6 separate regions of the Mus musculus genome follow, and all the other regions are linked to region 2. A link is a contact called in public HiCAR-type, HiChIP or PLAC-seq and Micro-C data. All regions are on one chromosome and are shown on one strand. The core of a region is the stretch at or near the end of the contact, and the rest is flanking DNA. Distances in the headings are between cores, read along the strand shown. Region 1 holds the start of Celrr (cerebellum expressed regulatory RNA). Region 2 holds the start of En1 (engrailed 1). Region 3 has its middle 21 kb from the start of Gm34698. Region 4 has its middle 6.3 kb from the start of Gm34641. Region 5 holds the start of Dbi (diazepam binding inhibitor). Region 6 holds the start of C1ql2 (complement component 1, q subcomponent-like 2).

What was found. Hi-C and Micro-C count contacts between places; a contact is called where the count stands out from the background. HiCAR-type assays count read pairs that join an accessible place to other places. HiChIP or PLAC-seq counts read pairs in DNA pulled down with a chosen protein or histone mark.
Region 1: an H3K4me3 HiChIP or PLAC-seq map of neural progenitor cells shows a contact between it and region 2, with 29 read pairs. The contact joins the promoter of Celrr here to the promoter of En1 in region 2. A contact is called at or near these places in 13 of 39 promoter capture datasets (the C10 cell line, cranial neural crest, embryonic stem cells and 7 more), 1 of 15 datasets of contacts at CTCF or cohesin (the NIH/3T3 cell line), 7 of 484 Hi-C or Micro-C datasets (embryonic stem cells, muscle stem cells, neural progenitor cells and 1 more), 23 of 115 datasets of contacts at active chromatin or transcription factors (craniofacial prominence, embryonic basal ganglia, embryonic brain and 14 more) and 3 of 9 other capture datasets (adipose tissue, embryonic stem cells and pancreatic islet).
Region 3: a contact with region 2 is called in an H3K27ac HiChIP or PLAC-seq map of the NIH/3T3 cell line, with 6 times the contacts expected there. The contact joins the enhancer-like site here to the promoter of En1 in region 2. A contact is called at or near these places in 10 of 39 promoter capture datasets (the 3T3-L1 cell line, 3T3-L1-derived adipocytes, cranial neural crest and 5 more), 9 of 484 Hi-C or Micro-C datasets (the C2C12 cell line, adipose-derived mesenchymal stem cells, cortical neurons and 3 more), 10 of 115 datasets of contacts at active chromatin or transcription factors (the NIH/3T3 cell line, embryonic basal ganglia, embryonic forebrain and 7 more) and 1 of 9 other capture datasets (adipose tissue).
Region 4: a contact with region 2 is called in a HiCAR-type map of fibro-adipogenic progenitors, with 6 times the contacts expected there. The contact joins the enhancer-like site here to the promoter of En1 in region 2. A contact is called at or near these places in 9 of 39 promoter capture datasets (the 3T3-L1 cell line, 3T3-L1-derived adipocytes, the HPC-7 cell line and 5 more), 7 of 484 Hi-C or Micro-C datasets (the 3T3-L1 cell line, the C2C12 cell line, adipose-derived mesenchymal stem cells and 3 more), 6 of 115 datasets of contacts at active chromatin or transcription factors (craniofacial prominence, embryonic hindbrain, embryonic midbrain and 3 more) and 2 of 9 other capture datasets (embryonic stem cells and liver).
Region 5: a contact with region 2 is called in a Micro-C map of embryonic stem cells, with 5 times the contacts expected there. The contact joins the promoter of Dbi here to the promoter of En1 in region 2. A contact is called at or near these places in 2 of 39 promoter capture datasets (hippocampal neurons and pre-B cells), 2 of 484 Hi-C or Micro-C datasets (embryonic stem cells and stem cell-derived neurons) and 2 of 115 datasets of contacts at active chromatin or transcription factors (large pre-B cells and pancreatic cancer cells).
Region 6: a Micro-C map of embryonic stem cells shows a contact between it and region 2, with 5 times the contacts expected there. The contact joins the promoter of C1ql2 here to the promoter of En1 in region 2. A contact is called at or near these places in 5 of 39 promoter capture datasets (the HPC-7 cell line, embryonic stem cells and stem cell-derived epiblast-like cells), 31 of 484 Hi-C or Micro-C datasets (differentiating embryonic stem cells, embryonic ectoderm, embryonic stem cells and 2 more), 6 of 115 datasets of contacts at active chromatin or transcription factors (all in embryonic stem cells) and 1 of 9 other capture datasets (embryonic stem cells).

The regions. Positions count from the first base shown.
Region 1 is chr1:121,085,320-121,088,729 of GRCm38.p6, forward strand. It overlaps Celrr (cerebellum expressed regulatory RNA), which reads left to right and starts at 2,086. Exons shown (of 3, transcript NR_110450.1): 1 at 2,086-2,237.
Region 2 is chr1:120,600,617-120,603,811 of GRCm38.p6, forward strand. En1 (engrailed 1) reads left to right here and starts at 1,871. Exons shown (of 2, transcript NM_010133.2): 1 at 1,871-3,195. The coding sequence starts at 2,417.
Region 3 is chr1:121,013,040-121,016,328 of GRCm38.p6, forward strand. No RefSeq gene overlaps it. Among named protein-coding and RNA genes, the nearest start is that of Gm34698, 21 kb to the left of the region's middle. Within about 2 kb of position 1,287, at least 49 of the 459 cell types and tissues checked have an H3K27ac peak or open chromatin away from gene starts, as enhancers often do. A contact at or near this core is called in the C2C12 cell line, the NIH/3T3 cell line, muscle stem cells and 1 more, where this site is marked.
Region 4 is chr1:120,962,288-120,965,588 of GRCm38.p6, forward strand. No RefSeq gene overlaps it. Among named protein-coding and RNA genes, the nearest start is that of Gm34641, 6.3 kb to the left of the region's middle. Within about 2 kb of position 1,699, at least 41 of the 459 cell types and tissues checked have an H3K27ac peak or open chromatin away from gene starts, as enhancers often do. A contact at or near this core is called in craniofacial prominence, fibro-adipogenic progenitors, muscle stem cells and 1 more, where this site is marked.
Region 5 is chr1:120,119,379-120,122,568 of GRCm38.p6, forward strand. Dbi (diazepam binding inhibitor) reads right to left here and starts at 1,718. Exons shown (of 4, transcript NM_007830.4): 1 at 1,567-1,718; 2 at 517-634. The coding sequence starts at 1,575. 3110009E18Rik (RIKEN cDNA 3110009E18 gene) reads left to right here and starts at 1,809. Exons shown (of 6, transcript NM_028439.2): 1 at 1,809-1,839.
Region 6 is chr1:120,338,799-120,342,174 of GRCm38.p6, forward strand. C1ql2 (complement component 1, q subcomponent-like 2) reads left to right here and starts at 1,784. Exons shown (of 2, transcript NM_207233.1): 1 at 1,784-3,003. The coding sequence starts at 2,320.

The DNA.
Region 1 (3,410 bases), core at 836-3,335, 480 kb after region 2:
CTGTAAAGCCCAGCCGAGCTTGGGTTTGCAGCAGTGTTTCAATAATTTCTCCTTTCAGGAGAGCATCCTGTATCCCCAGGCAGAGACTGAGGTTTAGAGCCTGCTGGGAACCAACTATAACAAAGCCTTTGGCAGCCCAGAGGATGCTGGGTCCTCTGTTGGCAGCAGTCCATCTCCTGATTTGCACATTCGTCCACTTCACTGGGTGACACATATGCCCACTTACCTATTCAAATTTAGATCCCACTGTGCAAGTCTGTTGGCACACATTTCCCACACACTCACTGAACACACATCCACACATGCTCAAGTATGTCTGCACACATATAGTTGAAAATACTGGGGCTGGAGAGATGGCTCAGTGGGAAAACTGCTCACTGTGCAAATGTGAGGACTCAAGTTCAAATCCCCAGAACCAGTGTGTGTGTGTGTGTGTGTGTGTGTGTGTGTGTGTGTGTGTGTGTGTGTCCTTATACTCTTATGAGGGAATAGAAAGCTTTCTGGACAGTTAGCCTGGTCTACTCCACAGTGAACATGAGACCTTCTCTTAAGCAAGATGGAAGGAGAAGACTGATGATAACCTAGGTTGTTAGCTGACCTCTACATGGGGTGGAGAAGTTTAAAAACCACAATAGACAACCCTCTCCAAATATTCACACACACACACACACACACATATGCTGACATGACCATGTTAGTTCTCCCACCAAAGGCATGGATTCTATCATGATTTTGTGGCATTCATATTATATTACAGCTGTATAAATCATCCTGCAGACAGTTGCACTGTTATTGAACTGACAGTTCTTAGGAGACATAACGAAAGCAATACCAGCATGTGTTTCACCACGGCCCCTTAGACACTGCACTTTACTCTTTCACAATCGGGAGAGGCAAAGTGTTGTTTGAAGTGTAACTGCAGTATGACCAGGTATGGAAATGGGAGGAACTAATACTAAGTAATGCAAGCCAGTGGATAAAAGCTGATTTGAACACTAGCAACTTCTTTATTTTTTAACCTTGATGTCTGTGTGTGATGAATTTGCGTGCGCTTTTGTGTGTGTGTGTGTGTGTGTGTGTGTGTGTGTGTGTGTGTGTGTGTGTAAGTCAGAAGACAACCTATGTCCTCCTAGTTTGAGCCAGTATCTTTTTGTGATGTCTAGCCTTGTAACATGCCAGGAAAGCCAGTCCACCAGCTTTGGGGGATTCTCTTGTCTGCCTCATGGCTGGTTATACAAATACTGTCCAGTGACTTATATGGGTCCCAGTGATCCGAACTCGGGTCCTCACACTTACACAGCAAGCACTCTACCAACTGAGCCATCTCTCCAGGCCTCTGGCAACTTCTGAAGGTGAGAGTGAAAGACAGGAGGATGTGAGGGCCCTGTTGCATCAACCTTGCCCAGTTCTGGGCATTCGTGAGTGCCTTCTAGTCTGAGGGTATTATTTGCCAACAGGCTTTCAGTGGTTCCAAACGAGCCCTGCGCTTATGGATTTTTTAGGTTGATGAAACCACACCTTGGAAAGGAAACAAGAATTTTGAAGCCATTCACCAAAGACCAAACACCCAATTTACAGACAGCCAGGGCAAGTCTTAGTGGGTTGTGTTTGCTCTTAAATAGTTGGCAGTGGAAATTACAATTTTCTTCAAAACAGCATTGAAGAAACCTTTCTGTTTCCACTTACTCCTACTCCTAAGTAGGACCTCACATACCGGCTTCTGTCCACCGTCCACCTTATACCCTAATAGGCAGACTCTTCTACCTCTGACCCCAGGAAATAGGAAGCAAGTGTAGTCTGTGTTTTGTTTTGTTTTGTTTTGTTTTGTTTTGTTCAAGGTTGCTCTCTCTCTCTCAGGCTCCAGTAACTGGTGAGAGCTATCCCTAGCCAGAGAAGTTGGAGTGGGTGGAGATTAGGAGTGGGTTGGGATGTGGGGGTGGGAATGGAGAAGCCTAGTGCTGCCTGGAATTCCAAAATGGGAAAGAGACCTCAGCTGCTTTCATATGGAAATTGGCCTGGAAGCTGACTTTGTCTCTGCACAGAACCCTAGCCAACACCAAGTTCAGTGAACCTAACACACTGTTCATTCAGCCATTGAAACCCAGCAGAGGAGCAGGCAGGGAAGGGAGGGTGGAAGGACAGAGGCTCCCCTTTCTTCTGGGCTTGGTTCCGGAGGAGGCCAAAAGAGAGTTTACCAGGGAAGCAATTTGAAGGCAAAAGTCCACTCTAAAGTGAAGGTGAGTTTGCACTGGCTGTAAGTGGAAGAAGGGGAGAAAAGAAATGGGGGTGGGGCGGGGGGTGTCCATGATCTGCAACTGACCTTGAATGGGTTAATGTGCTCAGTGTGTCCTAGAGAAGGAAGAGGCCTTGCTGGTAACCAGCTCCCGCAGAGGCACATCCCCACCCTTCAGAAGACCCTTAATGCGAACGTTAATGGTATTTCTCAGGTTTCCTCTGGACCAGTCTTTGCCGCTGCTGTGTTTGTTCCCAGCCTCACTCCGAGTCAAGGAAGCACCTGAATCCACAAGAGGCTAATGCACTTCTTAGATACTTTTTTGGGGGAGACAAGTTTCCTGTCTTTTGTCCTTGATTTATTATTGCTTTTATTTGTTCTCCTCCATTTAGTTCATTTTATTCTGATTTTAAAAGAACAGCTCGCAGGCCCTCCTATTTTCATGGAAATTGCTCAGCAATAACAATTTCAGATAGCTCGCAGAAGAATAGTCATCATGCCAGGGCCAGTTCACCCAAGATGCTTTGCAGGCATTTCACATAACAATTTACTAATTAATGGCAAATTAAATGGAATTTAGTAAGAAGAATCAGAGGTTAGAGTGCCGGTATATATTATGTATAAAAAAGGTATGCAAATATCTTCAGCCCATTTGTGGTTCATAAGTGGGAAATAATAGCTTTTCTGCTCAGAACCCTCACAGACAGGAGGGCTGTTGCATCGAGGCAGAACTTCAAATTACATATAATTCTAATTTTTTAACAGTTTCGTTGATTATACATTGTGCCTCCATTTTCCAGATACAATGAACTTAGTCTTCCTTGTTTTAATAGTTTAGAGTTATGGAAAGTCACCTATACTTTGCTGCTTATATTAACTGCATATTGAAGGCTAGAAGTCATGTTTGGGAAAGTTTTTACTATTGACCTAGTTAGCTTTGATTGTCGACTTGGCACAACCTAGGAGCCTCAGATAGGATTAGCTTATGGGAGGTCTGTGGGGAGTTTTCTTGATTGTTAATTGATTTAGGAGGGGCAAGCTCACTTTGGGCAGCACTTTTACCTGGGCTGGTGGCCTTGTGCTGGGTAAGAAGTCTAGCTAAGCATGAGCTTTCGAGCCAGCAACCAGGTTTTCCAATGGTCTCTACTTCATGTTCCTGTTTGAGCTCCTGTCCTGA
Region 2 (3,195 bases), core at 621-3,120:
CAGAAGGTAACCCACAAGAAAGCACAGTAGATGTGGAGAAGCCTCAGAAAGTTGGAGAGACCGCGGTGGCCCCAGAGACTCAACTCTGGAGAGGTTCTTGCCACCAAGCCCCAGCCCAGTCCTTTTTGGAAACCCGGCCCAGAGAAGTCGGGAGATTCTCGGCTGAGCCTGAGAGGCAGCCAAGCAAAAGGCGAATTCTGTTCTTCGTCCAGGACAAACTTTGCATCATTGCTCCGGTTAGACTGGTGGGTTTGGTTGTATGTTCTTCCCAATCTAGCCTCTGTGTAAATAAAATCTTACTTTTTTTTTTTTAACTAGGGGTAGAGAGTGTAACTCTTATGAGGTAGTCAGAAACTATGACATTTGGGGATGGTGATCAGGGAAGTGTAGTTCTGCCAGGATCTCCAACAGGACATTGGGTGGGAAAGGCCTCCTCTGTGGAAGGCTTTCTTGGACTGAAGGCTTCAACAGTCTATTCGTACCCGACCCTCCAAAACAGCTCTCCAGGAAATCTCTCCGGCGTCCAGCATCACCCTTCACTCTCTAACCTGGGTTGAGGAAAAACTTTTGAGGTATTTCACTCGGGAAAAGAGGAAATGCCCAGAATACAGCAGCGTGGAAGCGACTGGAGGCGAAAGTGCTCAGGGCCCCACCCCAAGATGCCCAGGAGTGGGCAGCAATTCCAGCGAATTCAGCTTAGAATTAGGGTAACCCGTTGTTGAATCTTCAGCCGGCCAAGGCAAACATTTGAAGCGCGGTAGTTTTATTGTTCTGATTTTTACTTTGCAGGGAAATCTAACACAGAGGTTTCACTGAAGTTGAAACCCAAACCTAGGCCTTGCAAGGAGGCACATCATGTCGCCTGGCTTAGGTGCTCTTCTGAGACAACTCTACCGGGCTAGGGCAATCCGGATTTCCCTTAGCCAAGGAAGAAAAGGGCAGAATGCACTAGGGCTCTTCTATGGCCTCTGGACGTGGCTCCACAGCGTCCGGACAGCTTGTGGGTGTTGGTGATCCAGACAGGGAAGGGCATAGTTACGAATCTCTCAGCGACAGTGTGGCTAGCCACTGACACAAACCAACAGTGCCAGCAAGGTGTAGCAGGCCTCTTGGGTTTGCCATTAGTGGGAAACAAACGACACCTCTGAAGGTAGCTAGCCCTAAGTCTTTCGCTCATGCCCGATCTCTTGGTTTTTCACACACACACACACACACACACACACACACACACACACACACACACACACAGAGAGAGAGAGAGAGAGAGAGAGAGGGGGGGGGGAGACAGAGAGAGAACGTGGGAATATAAGAATATAAACTAAATCGGCGACCGGGGATGGGGAGGGGGGTGTATGGTATCCCAAATCCCTGCCGCTTCTCGTTGTTCCCAGCACACACGAACCCATAGTCCTGTATTTCTCCAACAAGTTGTGGACTTGCTTCTCTTATCTGTCTACATCCCAAATTCTAGCTTTCTCGGATCTCTTCATGCCCTCTTCAGTCCGGATCTGAAGGGGGGAGGGGCGTGGGCACAAATGGGGGCAGGGCAGGCCGGACGTACGGGGCCTGAGCCTCTGCACCCCCTCTCCACCCACGGCCGCCGCCCCCGGATTATTTATCCGCAAAGTCCCGCGCGCGCCCATTGGGCCGAACCCTGAGTGTCAGCGCGAGTTCTGGCTCGCCATTGGTCTCACACACGTGCGGCCCTGACTCACGTGCTTCCGGTTTGAAGGCAAAAAGTGTGCCTGGGTGATTTTTTTTTTTTTTAAGCGAGAGAGTTTGTGCAAAGATCCGAGCTGTCAGAGATTTCAGGGGGGAAAAGGGAGCCCGGCACTGGCGGAGACGCGCTCTCCCTGCAAAAAAGCAAAGACGATTAAAGGCGCTGCCAGCCTCGCTCTCTGGGCACAGCTGAGCGTGACACTGGGGAAGTCAAACCCCTCTACTGCCTAGGAAGATGGCTAGACTTTAAAGATTATTTTTTTCCCTTTAAGGAAAAAGTCTCGGAGCTTTAAAAAAAATTCCTTTTTCTCTTTTTTTTTCTCCCCTCTTTTTTTTTTTTTCTGAGCCGTGGCTTATCCCCCCATTAAGACCAATCACTGAAATCTTGTTGCTGAAAGAAAAAAAAGAAAGAAAGAAAAAGAAAAGAAAATAATAGCCAAGTGTCTTCACTGTATCTGGATGTCTACAAATTAGAGAGAGGGAGAGAGCGAGATTTGCTCCACCAGAGCGGGCGAGAGCCAGGCCAGACGCTCGCCTTTCTTTTTTCCGCCTGCATCCGCCCTGTGCCTTCGCTGAGGCTTCGCTTTGCCTTCTTCCTCTCCGCGCACCCCCACGGGCCCGCTGGCAAAGTGGGGTGGGGAGCGAGGCGCGGGGGGCGGGGGCCGGCGCCGCGGCCAGGGCTGCCGGGCGGCCGAGCATGGAAGAACAGCAGCCGGAGCCTAAAAGTCAGCGCGACTCGGGCCTCGGCGCGGTGGCAGCGGCGGCCCCGAGCGGCCTCAGTCTGAGTCTGAGCCCAGGAGCCAGCGGCAGCAGCGGCAGCGATGGAGACAGCGTGCCGGTGTCCCCGCAGCCAGCGCCCCCGTCGCCTCCTGCGGCACCCTGTCTGCCGCCCCTGGCCCATCACCCGCACCTCCCCCCGCATCCCCCGCCCCCGCCGCCGCCGCCGCCGCCGCCACCGCAGCATCTCGCGGCGCCTGCTCACCAGCCGCAGCCCGCGGCCCAGCTGCACCGCACCACCAACTTTTTCATCGATAACATCCTAAGGCCCGATTTCGGTTGCAAAAAGGAACAGCCCCTGCCTCAGCTCCTGGTGGCTTCGGCTGCAGCCGGAGGAGGCGCAGCAGCAGGAGGAGGAAGCCGCGTGGAGCGTGACCGAGGCCAGACTGGTGCAGGTAGAGACCCCGTTCACTCTCTGGGCACACGAGCTTCGGGGGCTGCCTCGCTCTTGTGTGCTCCAGATGCGAACTGTGGCCCACCCGACGGCTCCCAGCCCGCCACCGCTGTCAGCGCCGGCGCATCCAAAGCCGGGAACCCGGCTGCTGCGGCGGCCGCGGCCGCAGCAGCGGCTGCAGCGGCAGTGGCGGCAGCGGCGGCAGCAGCCTCGAAGCCCTCGGACAGTGGCGGTGGTAGTGGAGGCAACGCGGGGAGTCCCGGGGCGCAGGGCGCCAAGTTCCCGGAACACAACCCTGCGATCCT
Region 3 (3,289 bases), core at 37-2,536, 410 kb after region 2:
TTAAAATCAAATGAGACATTCAAAATCCCGCTTTAAACTGAATCAATTCAAAAAAACTCCTTCCACTTTAGTACCATAAATATTAGCCAAACCACTGGTAGGTGGAGCATACAGGACCAAGTGAGGTAAAGGGAGGCTATGATGAAAGACTAGGATGGTCTCAGCTTCTCTAGGGCCATCATCTGAAGTGGTCCATGATGTAAAAGATGTTGGTTATCAATTTATGTGGGCAAACACATGTACAATAATGTATACATGCATGTCTAAGTCAGATGTGTTGCCTTTCAGGTGTTTTCCTCAGTAGGTTTCCACCCTAGTTTTTGAGATGGGGTCTCTCGATAAACCTGAGTTTACTGATTTGTCTCAACTTGCCAGTTAGCAAGTCGTTCGAGTCCTCCTATCTATGTGCCAGATCTGGGTTGACAAACGTGCAGCCATGCCAGGCTTTTTAACATGGGTCCTGGCCCTTAAACTCAGGTCATCCTGTTTAGATGGCAAGCATTTAGTGACTGAGCCATTTCCCTAGCCCCCTACTATTTTCAAGCTATTTCTGATTGTGAGCTTTTGCAGAGGGTGGAGAAGTCATGATCTATGATCAAAACAAAGTGAAATAAACTTTTATTCTGCTGTGGACAAGGAAACTGCAACTCTACATGCTTCAAGCAAGAGGTTTTCTTCCTCAGAACTTCATCCCACTCATACTTTAGGCTGAGATTATGTTCATAAGCTGTAGATAAATTTACAATTCCTCACTCAACAGTCAGTCTTGCTGTGAGCTTTATGTACACGTGCAGGCACACACACACACACACACACACACACACACACACACACACACACACATTTTTTTCCTCTTTTATGTACTCTGCTGCCGCCGTTAGGACATTAAACGTTAGGAAGTTTTCTGCTGTGTTCTTTTTTCTTTTGTGTCCCTGTATCTTGTTAGCTCATACGGATGTCCTTAAGATTGACGGTACAATTTTGTGCAATTCAATCCAGGGGAACATTCCAATCTCTCCCAGCCTGAAAAGTCCGGGAAAGACAAGAACACCAAATTTGTTCCCCTTATCTACCCAATTTAGTAGCTATTTGTCACCGTCAATTAGTCAAGGGTGAAATAATTACCCGTGGCTTGAGTGAGAGAAGTGAAGTCTGATTGGCAGCAAGAGAAAAGAATAATCAGATCGTATGAGAAGGAAATATGAGATGAGTGGGTGGCGTGGTTGGAAGACCCAGGGCAGGCCTTCACCCAGAATACCTCTGAGTCACGGCTGCTGGTCTGCCCTTTGTGACTCATTCCTTCAGATGAGCCTGGCTTTCTTCCTGGAGCTATTTTTAAAGCATCTCAGGACCCAGACAGGTTAACAAAAATTCAGTCACTACACAGTATGTCTTCTTTTCATTTTAATTCTTATTTTATTTATTATTTGTGTGTGTGTGTGTGTGTGTGTGTGTGTGTGCGCACGCGCTTGCGCGTGCATGCACACAATGAGTGAGTGTGTATGTCTGTGAGTGTGGGTATTCATCTGCCATGGCATGTGTGTGGTCATTAGAAGATACTGCAGAACTTTAGGATGGTTCTCTCCACTCAGATCAAGAAAACACTTTAGAAGTATTCTGAGTGGCTTATCTCTGGTCTAGCCAAATTGACAAGCAAAATTAAGCATTATACAAGGTAAATATATATGTATATACACACATATATACACATATATGTATATATGTTTACATATATACACATATACACATATATACATATATATACGTGTATATATATATATACATATATATATATATATCATAGTAAGCACATCATTTGCACTCAGTGTAAAGGATTTTTTTTTTTTTGGCCTGGTCCTACCCCACTGTCAGTGAGGCTGCAGAGTCTTTCACTGGTGGGCTGGCTCTCGGTCCTCACAATCTTCCCAGTTCTTCTGAGGACCACTTTTAGCTTTACAAAGACAACCTGGTTCCTTGGGTTTATGACCTGTACCTTATTTCTCTCCCTGTCATTACAGGCATCTCATGTGTCCAAGCCCATCCAGCTCTTTCTGCTACTTGTCCTCATTATCTAGTCAAGAGCACATTTTTTTCTTTTACCTTTATAACCTCCATTTCACTTGACTTAACCCCCAAATTTACATATCATCAATGAAGGAGAGCAAGAGAGAGGAAAGCTGTACAGCAGAGAATAATATTACAAGACCAAGAAAGGAACTTTGGAACAGATGTGATGTCTCAGTGCTTAAGTGTGCCTTCTATGTAATCTTGAGGACTGGAGTTTGAACAGAAACACTCATGTGACAAGAAGGGTGTCCTGAAGACACTCTTTCCACATCAGAGACACATGTGCAAATAATCACACAAACACGTGTACATAGATAAAATAAATCTTTCCTTTTTATAAAAGAAATAAACAAACATTTACTGTGCTAAGATATCTCCCTAGTTTCATTTCTGTTGCCACAACAAAATGTCCTGATAAAAAACAACTTGCAGTAGAGAAGTGTTTATTCAGTTCACAGTTTATGGTAACCATCCATGCTGGCACAAGGACGTGCCCATGGCAGGAGCATGAAGCTGCCAGTTGAGTCCAAATGAATGGGTGCATGATTCTTTACTTGGTTCATTTCATGGTCCTTATATAATTCTGGACCCCTGCCTAAGAAGTAGTGTCACCCACAGTGGACTGAGTCTCTCCTTATTAATTACCATAATAAGACAGCATTCCCAAGACTTACCCACAGCCTAACCCATAGTAGACAATTCCTCATTGAGAGGCTTCCCAGGAGATTCTGGGCGGTGCCAGATTGACAAATACATCTACCTTCATCAAGACTAGACACTAAGATTTGAGAAATGGGTAAGAAGCATAGTGCTCACACTTTCCCACTGCTGCCCTGCTAGGAGTCTTGAATGGTTTCTTCTGAAGGCTTGATGCCCTAGTGAAGAAGAAAGCTAGGGTAGTGAGGAGGGAGTGGGGTTGGGGAGCACCTCATAGTAGTGGGGGTAAGGGGAGATGGGATAGAGGGTTTGCAGAGAGGAAACCGGGAAAGGGGATAACATTTGAAATATAAATAAATAAAATAACCAATTAAAAAAGGAACTTCAGGTGTGATTTAGGAATGGACTTTGAGCCGTATAATAAACCTGGGTAATATGGAAAAGTCTGGCTGATTTGTATAAATCCTCAAAATCAAAGAACTTGGTCAGTTAGATCAGCCTCTGAGTAGAAGAATCCACATGCCATTGGGGACACAGCACAATGTGCTCATTTCCTGTTTAGAGG
Region 4 (3,301 bases), core at 449-2,948, 360 kb after region 2:
GAAAGTGCCCTGTGCAGAGGATAGGCAAGCAGGCTTCAGACACACAGGGCCCCCAGCTGCAGGCCAGGAAGACCTGGCAGGCCCCCATAGCCTTAGGCATCAACCATGTTGGTTCCACAGATAAAACCTGCTCTTGACAGTCTGTGAAGTGGGCTGGTGGACCAGTGACAATCATGCATATTGCCTCCTTTTCCCTCCAAGAAACAGTCAATAACCTGAGATGGGGTTAGTCCATGTACACAGACTCAAGTGTCAAAACAATTGGCCACATTGGGCTGGAAAAAGGGCTCCGTCCTGGACCCTAAGGAAGAACTTGCTGTACCAACATGAAGACCTGATCATTCCCCAGTATTCATGTGAAAGGCCAAGCACTTTGGTGCATACCTTCAGTCCCAGTGCTGGGAAGGTCGAAGCAGAAGGATTCCTGAAAGTCCTTGGCTAGACAGCTTAATCTAATGGGCAATCTCATGTCCTAATGAGAGAGGATATTTCAGAAAACAAGTAGGATGGCTGGTGAGAGACAACACCCAAGGTTGATCTTGGGTTCTCACAGGCATACGTGTGCACCATGTGCACATGAACCCAAATACACACTGACACACACACACACACACACACACACACACGCATCCATAGGGTGTATAAACTCCAAATAAACAGAGATAAATTTGCCTCTCCTATTCTCTGGTTTACTTATTTTTGTTCATAAAACATGGGGTCACAGATTTTTCTTGTTCGTGGATAAAAGACATAAATATATTCACTAAAATTATAGTGAGTCTTGGGCCTAGAGAGATGGCTCAGTGGTTAAGACCAGTGGCTGCTCTTCCAGAGGACCTGAGTCCAATTCACATGGTAGCCCACAACCTTTTATAACTCCACTCCAGGCTATCTGATACTCTCTTCTGGCTTTCATGGGCACCAGTCACACACATGTGGTACACGGACATACATGCAGACAAAAAAGCAATGAGCATAGAATAAAAGAAAAAGAAAAACTTTTAAATTATAGTGAGTCTTGTCATCTATTAACTAAAGCAGTTTTTGGAAGGAGTTGTCTATAGCAAAGTGTGTTTATCTAGCTGGACGGCATGTTGATTCCTTAAGCCTCTAATCACCTCACTGCCTGGTTCCTGTGTGTGCATATGCATGTGTACATGAGTATGTGTGTCCCAAAGCAGGGGTCAATTTCCGTTGTCTTGCTTTGTTATTTTTCATCTTATTCTTTGGTACAGAGTCTTTCATTAAAACTAAGTCATAAAGACTAACTGTGGAATGGTCCTGGAATCGTCCTATCTCTGCCTACTCAGTGCTAGGATTACAGGTGGGCACTGCTGTGCCAGACTTTTAAAAAAATATTTATTTATTTATTTATTTATTTATTTATTTATTTTACACGAGCTAGGGTTCTGAGCCCATGCCCTCATGCCTGCACAGGAGGCATTTTACCCACCAAGTCATCTCCTCAGGCCCCTAGCTACTTATTGATTGGATATATGTTTAATACCGCTTAAGACAAAACAATATAAAGTGAGTACTCATGGGATTTCTGATGGACAGCGAAGTTCTTATGAGAAAGTTAAGGTGAGGGATGGTGAAAACTACATCCCAGACTCGCCCCACATTCTCCTTTCTTCTCAGCCAGTCCTGACTCTGAAAAGTGATGTCAGCGGTCAGATATCACGTGCAGCAACCCCGCCTCTCCCAGACCCCCCTCCCAGGGCTCTGCCTGAGGAGGTTTCTCTCCCTAGCCTCCCTCTAACGTTACAGCACAGCGTGTTACACGGGATGTTTACAGTCCGTGACTTAGTAAACATCTTTCTTCCATGCGTGGGCAAATCAGAACTTTGGCTGCAATCAATTTACAGAAGCAAGTTCTATCACATTTCAGCGCAAAACTAAAAGAGCTTCCGGAGTAGCCGTTCCATATTTATCCCGAGCTGGCCCTTTATTAAATCACTGGCGAAAAACACGGAGATTCGCCTCAGCTGTAGTTTCATCATCTAACAACAGCAGAGGCATTTATCTTATGAAATTGCGGGAGCCGAGCCCTGTGCAGACTGATGGCTCGGAGGGGCTCCTTGCATTAGTATCCCGGCCTCTCGCCTAAGGTGTTTAGGACGCGTACCGCTGTTAATAGCTTGTGCTGTTCATTTTTTACAGAATTTGTGGTTTAAGCAGTACGCTTAGAATATCGAAACTGTTTTTCCCTCCTTTTAACAAATGGTGCCCAACTGTTCAACGTGAAATATGAAAAGTGCTTAGTTGCACATATTTTTCTTTTTCTTTTTCTTCTTTCTCTCTTTCCTCACCTTCTTCAGAGTCCTCGGCTCTTTCCTCAGAATGTTACTGAGGCTGGCTCATTGCCACCAACTATTTTCTTCATTAAGTCAAACCTAATAAGCTAACTGCATTTGGAAAAATGAGGAGGAAGACTGAGCATCGGTTTCCCTTGGGGTGTGGCTTGGTAAAAAAGAAAGAGAAGAAGACACATAGACTTCAGCTGCGTATTGTTTTGACAGGCTTGGGGCCTAATCAGTACTCAGGCTAGGGATGTGGCCTATTTAAACTTCCTAAATAAAGCCTCAAGGAAAGATACCCCCACTGCTATGCTCACTGGTAGCAAATGGGTCATTTTGTCCTTGATATAAAAACTAGTGTAATTCGATTTGTTATTAAGACAAACAACAGACAACACCCTTAACTCTACAGCGTTGCTTTTATGGGAGGCAGTATGCAAGGGTCTTTAAAAACAAAGTTGAGCAGGCTGGAGAAATTGCTCAGTGGTGGAGAATATGTAGTGCTTATACAGAGGTCCTGAGTTTGGCTCCCAGACCCACACTGTGACTCATCACTGCCTACAGCTCCAGCCACATGGAATCTGGTGCCCTATTCTAAACTCCTTGAACACCGTGAACACAGGTATAACCCCCTCACACACACACACACACACATGAACACTTGTGTACCCACCCACAGACACATCCATACATTATTACAAATAAAATAAATCTTTTTTAAAAACTCAAAATCAAAGCAGTGCTTAAATTGGAAATTCTACCTACAAGGGAACTGCCTGGAAGTTAACTCCATTGAACAATGCCAGGTAGGAAGTGTCCTATGATAACTGGGTCAACAGGCAAGGTGGGAGATTTCTTTAAGAAAAAATATTTGTAAGTTATGGCTCCAAAATTATTAATTGGAGGAAATGAGGTGCCTCAAAAAGTAAATTGTGCCCAGTGTATTTATGGAGCAGAAGCAGTGAGAAATTTCATAGTATTGCTGGCAAACCAGCCAGGGG
Region 5 (3,190 bases), core at 468-2,967, 480 kb before region 2:
AACAGTGCTGGAGAGGCAGAGACAGGCTGGCCCATCAACCTACAATACTTGGCAAAAAAGAAAAATCTGCCCAAGATTTTTGGATAGGGAGAAAAGTCACCTGGATAGGGCAGACTTGGGCCAGCAGCACTTCTGCCTTGCCCCAGGGTACCAGATATGATGTATCTGCTCATCTATTCGGCTTGGGAAAGAGGCCAAGCACTCCATGACCCTGTTCATCTGATGGAAACGGGAGGCTCGAGAAAGCGACTGCTGAGCAACAAGGCTGGAGCCTTTGCTGCCTTCAGAGTAGATGCTGAGATAATCAGTAAAGTCCTTGTAAACCCACACTGACTCTGCTCCCAGAGTCACTAAGAGTTTAGGGAGATGGTCTTTGCAGGTGACAATCTCTCAGCTTAAGGTCTCCATACCAATGTTCTGTCATCACAGCCTGCCTCTGGCAGTCGGAAGGCGAAGTTCTCAGACTCCCGGGCTGCCGAGCCAACTTGGCCCGCTCTGATGAGAAGCTGGGCATACCTGTATTTACATCGCCCACAGTAGCTTGTTTGAAGTGACTGTAGATGAACAGCATCTCTTCATCAGTTGGCTGAGTCTTGAGGCGCTTCACCTCCTCAGCGGCTTTGTCAAATTCAGCCTAAGAGTGAGGGAGAGGGAGAGGAACGAGATGTAGGTTGCCTGAGTGGGAGAGGCCCAGGGATGCCTCCCATATTCCCTCTTCTTGCCAGGATTCCCTAAGGCCCACCTGTCCACTCAAGCAGTTACAGCACTGTGTCAAGTGCTGGGAATAGTTTTGGCTCACAGTGGAAGTGCACGCCCTTGAAAATTTTCTTGCCCAACTAACTGCCTGGGCCACCACTGGCCCAGATCCAACAATTGCTGGGGTTCCAGTAAAGCCCGACCTATGATCAGCGGAGATTGACTGGGCAGTAAGGGGAAACGTGGTGTGATCAAAACAGTCGATCAGAGTTCAGGAGAGGAATGCGGTGGAATCCAGTGTCTGGAGCCAGCTGGTCCCTTCCTACAGGGGCCTGGAGTTCAGCGTTGACCTCTGTCCCAGTGCCCAGATTAGGGAGAGGCAAGTGGGAGGAGTCAGAGATCGCCCTACAGGGCTCAGTCCTCGGTAGTGGTCTCCACTGGAGGGAAGGAAAAGGCTTCTGGACCACCTCACCTACTCACATCTCTTCTGTACAGGGGCAGGCCAGGCACAAGACTAAATACCTTCCCCGACCTCCAGGCTCTTCAGCCAGGGCCTGTATGAGTGCCCCTCTATTCCATTCGGTTCTTCCCAGTGTGGGATTCAATCTTCCCTGTCCTTCCTTCCCTCTTACGCCCCATCTTTCTTTCGAGGACCCTGTTCCTGCTTCACCCAGGAGTTCAGCCCACCGGCAACTCTCTGGCAGTTCCGGCGTGGGTGGCAGTTTTACATATCTGCAAGGGAAAAAGTTCCGCTCCCCAGGCTATGAGCTGGGCTCGGATCCCAGAAGAGCTGCGGGATATCTGAGGAAATAGACCCGGCTGTCCCCAAACCCACAGCATCTTCGCAGCCCGGCGGGGCACACGCAGTACCTGAGACATACTGGTGAGGTGATACGGATGCCGAAAGCGCGGGAGCAAGCTCAGAAGCAGCAGCAATCAAGTCACAGAGCGCACCAGCTAGCGCCTTTAAAAGCACAACCCCGGCGTTCCAACTGAGCTCGGGCGAGCGGCAGCAGCCAATCAGAAGTCGGATCTGCTTTCGGGGGCGTGTCCATCCTAGCGGAGCGCTCCAACCCTTCCCGGACCCAAGAGGGAGTTTATTGCGCACGCGCGGGGAGGAGCCGCGGGGCACGTTGGGAGCAGGTGGGACGCGTTTCGTTTTTTTTTTTTTTTCCGTGGGGGAAGGGACGGACGGGACATTCTCCGTCAGGGCAGTTGGGCAGGAGCTAGCAGGCACTGAGAACGCGTGAAATGGGGTGCTGCGGGAGGAGAGCAGAAATCAGTATGATTCTTTCCCTTTAACTCTCATGCGGATTGGAAAGAGGCCGGAAGTTGCATCGCTGGTTGAGTAAATTATCCGACTAGAAAATGGGATGCCCCGACCCCTTTCGGAAAATCCAGGGAAGAATCCCCGGTGCACAGCGCAATGGTGGCCCGCTGGACCAAGTCCATATCTAGGCCTTTTCTTCTGAACTTCTGGCATATTCTTTGACATTGCCCATACTTGTCGGTCCTGCACCCCTAACGCAGTCTTGTGTTCCATCAGTGCTTTATAAAGGCGGAGACAATGTGATATAACAAACTTGCACAAGAAGAGGTGCCCATCGAGCCTTGGTTAAGTGAATAACTTTTCAAATGGTTTTTAAACACGTGACCTGATGCTTGCCGACTCCTAGACCTTGGACACGCAGCAGAGGACAAACAGACGAATCTTTGCTACTTTGCAGCGTCTTATAGTGGGTTCATAGTTGATTTAGTTTAAAAAGTAAAGAGTTGGAAGTTATAACTGATGTGTGTGGAGAGGGGTTGGGGAGAAGATGCTGTTTGAGCGAGTCCTGCAAGTCGGAAGGAGCATTCTAGCAGAAGCAGGAGTAAGCAGGAGTTACTGTGGACACTGAGGTCTTTGAATTCTTAGTCTCATTAGTGAAATAATTTAAAACTGATTCGGAAGGAAGCTTGAGGACAATTATATTAAAAGTTTGAGGTAAAAAACCCACAGGACAGACAAGCTGAAAATGTTGACATCCACTGGGGAGAGGAGACTGGGGAAAAGTTTTGCCTTTTTTTTTTTTTTTTTTTTTTTTGGTTTTTCAAGACAGGGGTTCTCTGTATAGCTCTGGCTGGTCTCGAACTCAGAAATCCGCCTGCCTCTGCCTAAGTTATGCCTTTTAAGCTAGACACGGAGGTCAGAGAAATTGAGAAAACCCAGAGTGTTAGGGAGAACATGCTTAGGAGTGCACAGCAGGTTCAGAGGGTTGAGTTTAGACGGCATTCAAATCCAAGAATATGTGTCCCGGGACAAAAGACTACAGCGGGGCAATGAGGAAGTACAACTAAGTAAAACACGACAGAGCTGCAGAAGTAAGAACGAAGTAAGCTGAATAGGTGATGGCAGAGGTTGTTCATTTTGGGCATGCAGGCAGTCATTCTGATGGAGTCATGGGGTGGGGAGGGGACTTTTCAACAGAGGTGATGGTGCTATAGGGGCCTTGGC
Region 6 (3,376 bases), core at 534-3,033, 260 kb before region 2:
CCACACAGCCGTTCTTAGCAGGAATATTGTGGAGACCTGTGCTGTGGTGGGACCAGCAAGTGGCCAGCGGTGGGAGCAGAAGCAACCACAGTGAAAAGTGAGACTCCACTGAGCATGGCATCTGATAAACAACCACTCTCTTTAGAGCACAAGCCCCGCCCCGGAAGGTGGCCCAGAAACCAGAGGTGTGGGGTCACTCACTTGTGTAGGTGATAGACAGCACCAGGACATCCAGCCTACCCAGACCAGGGGCTCTTCCCCTCTGAGGTAGGTGCCTTCCCAGCTCCCCGGGGGAGCAGGGGCCCAGTGTGTGTGGCTCTGTTTCCTCTTTAGTAGCAGTAGAAGGACATAGATGATTCTCCTTTAATTGTGCCCCAGCTGGAGGAGGGGTGCAAATGCATTTGGATGCAGGGAGAGGGAGCTGGGGTGTTCCTGGAGAGGAACTCACTCACCAGCCTGGAGCAGGGCTCCCTGTGCCTTCAGTGTGAATGGTGAAGGTAAGGGAGGAGAATTTACTAAAACACGTTGTTTTAAAATGCTATAATGACATCTAATATTTTGTATGATGTTTACGAAAGAAACTAAATTTAAAGAAGAAAATAAGTAACAACAGGAAGGGGGAAGAGATTGAGACCCTGAGGAGGAGGAGGAGGAGGAGAAGGAATCTGCCTTTAAGAAATTAGAGTTGAGGCAGGGGAGAGAGGGCTTGAGTTAAGAGTACTGGCTGCTCTTCCTAGAGGACCTAGATGCAATTCTCAGCACCCACATAGCAGCTCACAAATGTCTGAAACTCCAATTCTTGGGAATCTGACACGATCACACATGCAGGCAAAATACCAATGTACATGAATTAAAAAAAAAAAAAACAACCTTTAAAAGAAACAAGGGTTCAGTACCACTACTGACATCTTGTTTCCCCAGAGGCCTTACTTTAATTATTTATTGTTTCCACTTAGTTGCTCAATTAATTAATTTAGAGGTTTTTTTCTTCCTTTCTTTTTCTTTTTTCTTTCTCTCTTTTTTTTCTTCTTAAGACAGGGTTTCTCTGTGTAGCTCAGGCTATCCTGGAACTCACTCTGTAGACCAGGCTGGCCTTGTACTCAAAGATCTGCCTGCCTCTGCCTCCCCAGTGCTGGGATTAAAGACATGCACCATCACTGCCCTGCTTTCCTCTTTTTATTTTGAAAATTGTTCATCAACAGTTACTAAACGTGTTCGAATTCCAAGAGCTGACTAGACATATAAGACCATTCAGCCTTCTGAATAAGATGTAGGTGTGCCCCTCCTCTTACTCCTCTATTTGGAAGTTGGTTACTTTCTGTATGTAGTATGCGAATCCCCCTCTGCCACCCCGCTTTCTGTTTTAAAACAGAAAAGGCTGCAACATACAGTGTGTGCTTCTGTTCTTGAACTGGAAGCTTAGGCTGTCCTGGACTTGGGTTGAGACCTGGGCTCATCCAGATAGGAAATGGATTTGGTGACCCCGCCAGGACTTCGCAGGCACCACATCGTGGTCGTGTGTGGGTGCTGTATGCACCCACTGATTGCGCGCGTGGGTTCCAGAGCTTGGTGGTCTGCGAGAGGAGAGTGGGCAAGAGTGGGTGTGTCTGTGGAGCCCCAGCTAGGGGCTGCTGCCCGCTGCTCCCACTTGTGGCTCCTGGGCGCCGCCAGCAGGCACATCTCCGGAGGACGCCGCGGGATGGGAGCTGATGACAGGAGAGCGCCGTCTCCCGAGTGATGGCAGCGCACGCTGCTGCCTCGCCGCCTCCGCCGCTCAGTCCTGATCTTACGTTAGGGTAGCTGGGTACCCCCTCCGCCCGGGAACCAGCTAGTAGAGGGAGAACAGAGCAGAGCGTGCGGCAGAGCCGATCCCGCGTCCCGCCGAACCCTGCCAAGCCCCGCCAATCCCAGCAGAGCAGGAACCAGCGCAGCTGAGCCAACACCGGACGCCGCACTGAGACCCAGCATTCCCCAGCCGCCACTACCCGGTCCCCGCCGGGGTGCCGGGCTCGTCCTGTGAGCCCCTCGTCATGCGTGTCGGGCTCTTCGACTCTCCAGATCAGTTCCAGAGCGGTGGCCTCAGGAGCCCAGGTCCGGATACCTCTCGTTGAAATAGTTGGGTGGCTAAGAGAGGGGTCTCCACGTCGGGGACGCGGAGGGGACCTGCGGAGTTGGCGTCCGAACGCATAGAGCGGGGCCACCCGGCGCCGCTCCACCATTACCTCCCCAGGCGGCAAGGAGGAGCTGGTGGCGGTCGCCTCCCGGCTGTGGCAGCGGCGGCGGCGCGCCTGCTTGGCGGCCGTCGGCGTGCTCTTGGCCATGGCACTGGGGCTGCTGATCGCGGTGCCTCTGCTGCTGCAGGCGGCGCCCCCCGGAGCGGCTCACTACGAGATGCTGGGCACCTGCCGCATGATCTGTGACCCATACAGCGTCGCTCCCGCAGGGGGACCCGCGGGCGCCAAGGCTCCACCGCCGGGACCCAGTACCGCTGCCCTGGAAGTTATGCAGGACCTCAGCGCCAACCCCCCGCCTCCGTTTATCCAGGGACCAAAGGGTGATCCGGGGCGACCAGGCAAGCCAGGGCCTCGGGGTCCTCCTGGAGAGCCAGGGCCTCCTGGGCCCAGGGGTCCCCCGGGAGAGAAAGGAGACTCGGGGAGGCCAGGGCTACCCGGACTGCAGTTGACAACCAGCGCGGCCGGTGGCGTTGGAGTGGTGAGTGGCGGAACCGGGGGCGGTGGCGACACGGAGGGAGAAGTGACCAGTGCGCTGAGCGCCGCCTTCAGCGGTCCCAAGATCGCCTTCTACGTGGGACTCAAGAGCCCCCACGAAGGCTACGAGGTGCTCAAGTTCGACGACGTGGTCACCAATCTTGGCAATCACTACGACCCCACTACAGGCAAGTTCAGCTGCCAGGTGCGGGGCATCTACTTCTTCACGTACCACATTCTCATGCGTGGCGGCGACGGAACCAGCATGTGGGCGGATCTCTGCAAGAACGGGCAGGTCAGTGACTTTCTCCCACACACCCCTCCCTACCTTTCCCGGCCCAACAGAGTCCGCAGACCGTTCATTACAGGCGCCCGGAACCCCAGGGAACTATATACTGTTTCCTGCCACTCTCCAGCGCCCCAGCAAACTCTGGGGTCGGGTGGGCGCTGGACCACATGCATCGCCCAGCTTCCCTGCGTACTATGCTGTCCTTTGCATAAATGTACTGGGCGTTTGAGACTGGACCCCGGGTGCACAGTGACCCTGGCACCTAAATAGGTCTCCAGTCCCCAATCGATTGAGTCATGGCCTGAAGTGGCTGGGCTCCTAGAAAAACCCAGTTGTCTTTATCACTGTGATTGCACGTGGGCCATCCCTTTCCCTCCAG